2 separate regions of the Macaca mulatta genome follow, and region 2 is linked to region 1. The links are chromatin contacts, called in public Hi-C maps. All regions are on one chromosome and are shown on one strand. The core of a region is the stretch at or near the end of the contact, and the rest is flanking DNA. Distances in the headings are between cores, read along the strand shown. Region 1 has its middle 94 kb from the start of SYNPR. Region 2 holds the start of C2H3orf49 (chromosome 2 C3orf49 homolog).

What was found. A called contact is a pair of places that touch in the nucleus more often than the background predicts.
Region 2: a contact with region 1 is called in a Hi-C map of fetal cortex germinal zone, with 5 times the contacts expected there. The contact joins the promoter of C2H3orf49 here to the enhancer-like site in region 1. A contact is called at or near these places in 6 of 14 Hi-C or Micro-C datasets (blood, cortical neurons, fetal cortex germinal zone and 3 more).

Annotation. Positions count from the first base shown.
Region 1 is chr2:126,920,128-126,923,146 of T2T-MMU8v2.0, reverse strand. It overlaps a transcript of SYNPR not described here. Among named protein-coding and RNA genes, the nearest start is that of SYNPR, 94 kb to the left of the region's middle. Within about 2 kb of position 1,401, at least 12 of the 40 cell types and tissues checked have an H3K27ac peak or open chromatin away from gene starts, as enhancers often do. A contact at or near this core is called in cortical neurons, fetal cortex germinal zone and fetal cortical plate, where this site is marked.
Region 2 is chr2:127,374,973-127,377,991 of T2T-MMU8v2.0, reverse strand. C2H3orf49 (chromosome 2 C3orf49 homolog) reads right to left here and starts at 1,596. Exons shown (of 7, transcript XM_077994226.1): 1 at 1,299-1,596. The coding sequence starts at 1,423.

The sequences.
Region 1 (3,019 bases), core at 152-2,651:
CATATTGCTTCTAACCTCACAAGCTATCTTTGCTCCTTCCTGGCCATAGGTCAAGCTAACTATGGAAGGAATGCTATTTATGATTTAATCTCAAAGCAAGGGTGATACTAGCCCCTTCCCAAAACTACCCTCTCCTTGTTCTGAGACTAAAACCACATTTGTAAAACTAATGAAAGGTCACGAGATTAAAATTATGGGAGGAGCATGAATTCTGCTAAAACCTAGGCATAGTTAAATGATAACAAGTCATTGTTTACTGCTCAAGAGTTACACAGGGGTGTCACAAGATTTGTAACTTGCCTAATTGCCCCTTTCAATGACATTGCATTCTAAGACCTAAGACTAGTATTTGAGATACTTTTCAGACTTTTGCATTCTGGAAACCCAACTGACTCCACCCAGACCCATTACACATACCAAGAAACTGGCTTATCTGGTCTGGTGGCCCCTACCTAGGCAGGGACTTAGCTCAAGAATTTGATCCCCTATCATTTCATGCGCAGCCCAACCAATCACCATTCCCCATTCACTAGCCCCCTGCCCACCAAACCATCCTTGAGAAGCCCTAGCCTCAGAGCTTTGTGGGGTGGCTGATTTGTGCAATAAACTCCCTTCTTTCCATTTGGCCGGTTCTGTATTTAGTAAACTCTCTTCACCACAATACTGCTGTCTCAGTGAATCGACTCTCTGTGAAGTGGGCAAAAACAACCCACCAGGCAATTACACAAATCCAGGTTCTTCCACTACCTCTTGTTGTTGTTCCCTTATACCCAAGCTACTCTTATTAATTTGTAAAAAAAAAAAAAAAAAAAAAGAAAAGAAAAAAAAATCTTTTTTTAATATGCACCTGTTTCTCACTGGGATCTTAATACATTAAATAAGAAATTGAATTTAATTAAATATTATAAGTAGACACTTTACAATTTCTCCTCTATTTGTAAAAGTTTATAAATAGAAAACCTCTTTGTTCCTGGACCTTTATATTAATAAAGAATAAAAGCAGCATTTCTGAAATTTGTATCCAGAGCTTTCTGACTTGGGAGCTCCAGGGCTGCCTCCTTCCTAATCATAAGGTAGGTAGGAGAGAAGTGCAGCAGACAATTGGGTAAAATGAAAAACTGTGTATTCTGTTTGTAAAGGGCTATTGATACTTTGGGTCTTCTTTTTTTAATGCCAGGCTTATTATTATAAGCACATTCTGCTGAACACAGAGGTTCGGTTATTACCTTTTATCAAAATGTCGGGAGGGCAGATTTTAAACTGAGCTAGACAATATGAAAGAACATTCTTCCCATCCACAGTCTTTGAAACTGATTGCAAATGAATCGCCTCTGAACAGCATATGAGCGAGGCTGAGAGCTCTCCTAATGATGTACATCTGTGAGGCTTCACTGGGGGTTTGGCTGCATTTACATCACTATAAACTCTGCAATTACAGCTCAAGCCGTTTCCGGCATAGACACAGAGAATACGAATTGCAACAGCAGGTTTCCTGCCTTGGATTTCTGCCAGGAGCCTGAGTCACCGTCCCAGACATCTGTAGCACATTAAACTGTACCCTTGTTATCTCTCAGCACTTTGAACAATCGCCCAAACCTCTGACAAAACAAATGGCCAAAGCCTTCTCAAGAAACCCTTTAAAGTTAGTCAGGGAATCATGAGCTGGCAGAAAACAACTTCTAGGGCAATTTATACTGTCGAAGAAAAGCCACAACAGAGCAGAGATGGTTTTTGATAGTCTGAATGTTGTTTAAACTTCATGGACTTAGACGGTCTGAAAAAGAAGTAGCTGTGTTGGAAGCTCAACAAAAAAAGGAGGGTTGTACTTAGTCTTAAACAGGAGTTCAGTCCAGCAGGGCAAACATGGATAGAGGCAGGACCTCCAAACCCCATCCTGACTCTGCCTCCTTCTCTCCACCAGTGCCATGCCCCTGGGATGCACACCACCACTGTCTTACAGAGAACAATGCAAAAACTTCATGTCTTCATAATGTTATCTTCATAATATGATCCTTGACTCTCCTAGAATCCATTGTCCATACAGCAGTCACAGTGATCTTTTATAAATATAAATCTGTGTATGATTTTTCCTGCTTAAAACCAAGAAAGGCTGTTGCAGCACACCTACAGTATCTAAGTGCCTTCCTATGATCCAAAGCTACTGCATCCCGTGGCCTCTGTCCTCCTCTCCAGATTCAACACCCACCAATCTCCTTGTTGTTCTTTCCACTCCAGCTAGTTTTTCTTCATCATCAAATATGCCAAACTTGTCCCCTTCTCTGGGCCTTTGTACTAACTTCTCCCTGTGCCTGAAAAGCTCTCTCTCTAATGTTTTCCATGATTGATCCCTTCAGGCCTTAGCTCACACATTACCTCCTCTGGCAGGCCTCTTCTGATCATACCCATTTTTATTTTATCAACATAATTTATTACTTAAAAACACATACAAAAGAATAAGGGAATACTAGAAATAACTTTCAACTCATAAATTCTACAACTTAGAAGAAGTGGATCAATTCATTTAAAACAACAAACTACCCAAAATCAATCAACATGAAATAGACAATCTTGATAGCCTTATAACCATTAAAGAAATTGAATTTATAATTAAAGAGCTCTTAATAAAGAAATCTCCAATCCCAGATGGTTTCATCAGAAATTCTACCAAACATTTAAAAAATAATTAACATCAATTTTACATAATCTCTTCCAGAAAATAGAAGAGGAGGGAACACTTTCCAACTTATTTTATGAGGCCAGCATTACCCTGATGAAATCCACTACAAGAACAAAAATTAAAGACCAATATCTCTCATGAACTAAGACATAAAATCATCAACAAAATATTAGCAAAGTAAATCCGATGATGTAAGAAAATAATTACACACCATGACCAAGTAGGATGTATTCTAGTATGAAAATGGGATTCAACATTCAAAATGCAATCAGTATAACCCATCATATCAACAGACTACAGAAAGAAAATCATATGAGCATATCCATTGGTCCAGAAAAAATA
Region 2 (3,019 bases), core at 347-2,846, 450 kb before region 1:
AGGGCAGGGTTCTGCAAATTGTACATGTACGACTTCCAGGGGGTGCTATTCAATTTCATAGTTAGACTTGCGTATAGTTATTATAATGATTTTATGGCAGGTGGCAGTAAAATGTCCTGAGGAGGGAGCACCATTTCCTAATTTGCCCAAAGATAACTTATGGGCTAGGATTAATCTCCCGTAAAGCCCTCTGAGATTCCTTTAATAATAATTTAATTTTTAAGTGATTCTACTACTATAAACATGTACACACATATACATACTCTGACACAGAACAACGCAAATACAATTTCAGAAGATTCAGGAATTTCGAAGACCGCTCATGTTAAAAGCCCAGTTCTAAGTCGTCTCAGAATCTCTAGAAGTTGTTTCCCATTCCCATCCTCCCCACTCTCATCTCCAATCTATCTAAAACGTAATTAACAAAGGTTATTTAGCTCCAGAGCCTAGGAATACAACTGCTGCGACTTCTGATACGAGCAGAACCCTCCCCTTTTTATGTTTTTTAATATTTTTGTGTTGGTACTGAATTTATTTGGTTGTATTGCTTCCCCCGGAGCTCCTACTTTTCACTGAAAGTGGAAATCTCTGCAGTATTTTATTTTGTCCATGGAAGTTCCTAAGCTTGGTCTTTGATGCTTCCAGGACTCATTAAAACACCTCACTTCTACATGTCTGAACTATAGTCCATGGACCTGGTAAGAAAGAAGCGCAAAGAAATTGGAAAATAAATCGCCACACTGATTTTCCAAATTAAAATATATTATATTTTGGATGTTTCATACCTGTCTGTAAGGTTTTGTCACTGACAAAAATATAGCAGGTCTAAGGCAGTTTTAACGTTAAATTAAACAATGTGTCCATAGTGAAATGTGATTAGTACATATTTCAGCAGCCCAAACTGCTGGGATAGGAAAAAGAAAGCACTGATCGTGGACATATTTTGAAAAATGCACTAATGACTTTTCAAACTAACAGTATTTTCATGGGATGTGAGATGTCTAAAATTCTGATGCTGAAATATCAACATAGAATCAGTACTTATTTTAGTCTCCTATGCCACATTAAAACTCAATTTCAAGTGTAAAGGAAATGTTTTCCCTGTTACAATAAAGACCTTTCTGATCATAAAATGAACCTTACATTGTCGCACTAGATTTCTTGATCCAATGCAGTACCCTCCCCAGCAATCCATCCAGAGTCCTCATTTTTAAATGTAATGCTTAAAAGGACATGCCACTATGCCAAACCCAAAGACTCTCATTTGACAGAAAAGGAAATGAATCTCTGTTACCTACCTTTCTATCCCCTTCCTTTTGAATGAGCCATTTTTCTTCTTGAGTTGCTGGAATCTTCGGCACTGTCCAACTTTTCCATAGGCAATCTTAAAGGGTTCTGGTAGATACAGCTGAGGTCGGGCCATTGCTGTCAACTTCACCTGTAGTAGCCGTTTTGGACTGTTTCAGTTCTCGAACTTACAGACTTCGATGCAAAATCATCTAGTGACTGAATGTACTGTCAAAGTGTGGGCTATTTGGAATAAAATATGTAGGAAATTTTTAGAGCCTTTCCCTTATTCCCTTCCAAGTGTCAGAGACATTATTTGTGGGACTGGCCCTGTTTACAGCTTCACAGAGGTCACCAATGATGTATTTGACTGAGCTGTGTGAAATTCCATGGACCTTTGTGGAATACTTCACAGATTCTTGAACAAGGCAAATGCAGAAATGATGATCTGATTGCATCAACACTGGCATTTGGATCGCAAAAAACAAAACAAAACAAAACAACAACAAAAAAACCACCCATGCACTAATTGACCACCACATTCAGAAGTCATATTTGACCTCTGAAGGGGAAGGCACCTATAGGAATACGAATGAGCTGTTGATTAACACAAGTTGAGCTTCTGTTAGATCTCTCAGCTACAGCTGGTGAATGTTCTCTGTGTCCTGTGGGACACATGTGACAAGGCCAGTTGTTGTTTGGACATCTCAAAATGTACCCCAAGGGTGGTTTTCATTACATCTCAAAATGTACCCCAAGGGTGGTTTTCATTACATCTTGGAATTTTGTAGTGGTCTCTCAAAGTACATTGCTGAATTGAAGATCTTGAACCACCCCTCCCTTCCAACATTGCCCCGTTTATTTCGTGGTGAAGAGCAAATTCTGCCTGGGATGGAATTTCTCACCACAAGGTGGCAGCAGACACTAGGATTTAGTCCTGTCACTCTCTCGCGCTTTGAGTTGTTCAGTCAAATAACCAGATGCTTAACAAGAAAAACTCCTCTAGAAAGGTTCTGGGAGTTACAACAATTACTCTGCTTTCTGTGTTTGCATTAATCAATAATCTGGAGCACACTTCTCAAGCCTTCAAGTGCGCACAAATTTCCTGGAGGTCTTTTTAAGATGCAGATTTCGATACAGTACATCTGGGGTGGGATCCAAGAATTTGCACTCCTAACAAACCCCCAGGTGATGCTGATGATGCTGGACGGCACTTGGAGTAGTGAGGGTCTTCTATGTTTCAGTACTGGGGCAAAGAGCTTTAAAATGCTCTAGAATGAAGTGTATAATGTTGAGGGGCTAAGAGAGTGGATTTGGGAATTATGCCTGAGTTCTCATTTCTAGCTTAGCTATGTGACCTTGGTCAATTCATTTTAACCTATCCATACTTGTTTTCTCATCCCTAAAGTGGGACTAATCATAGTGCCCAAGTCATAGTTTTACAGCAAAATTCAAGTGAAATAGAAATTCTGCTGCAGCAGAGAATGAGACCCAGGAATCCATATTTTAGGAGAGTGGGTGCAGATGTTCCTCTGCCCCTTATTTGAGAAGCGCTGAAGTACAGTGTGTCTAATATGCCTTGGCCAAATGGATATGTGCTCCTCCCTGGTCTGTTTTTCCTCATCTGTTGGCATCCTCAGAGCACAATAAGTAATAGGTGCTTGAATAAATGAATAATTTCTTTAGCAACAGGGCAATATTTTTCGTGTAATTATTGGCACCCCTGTCTGAA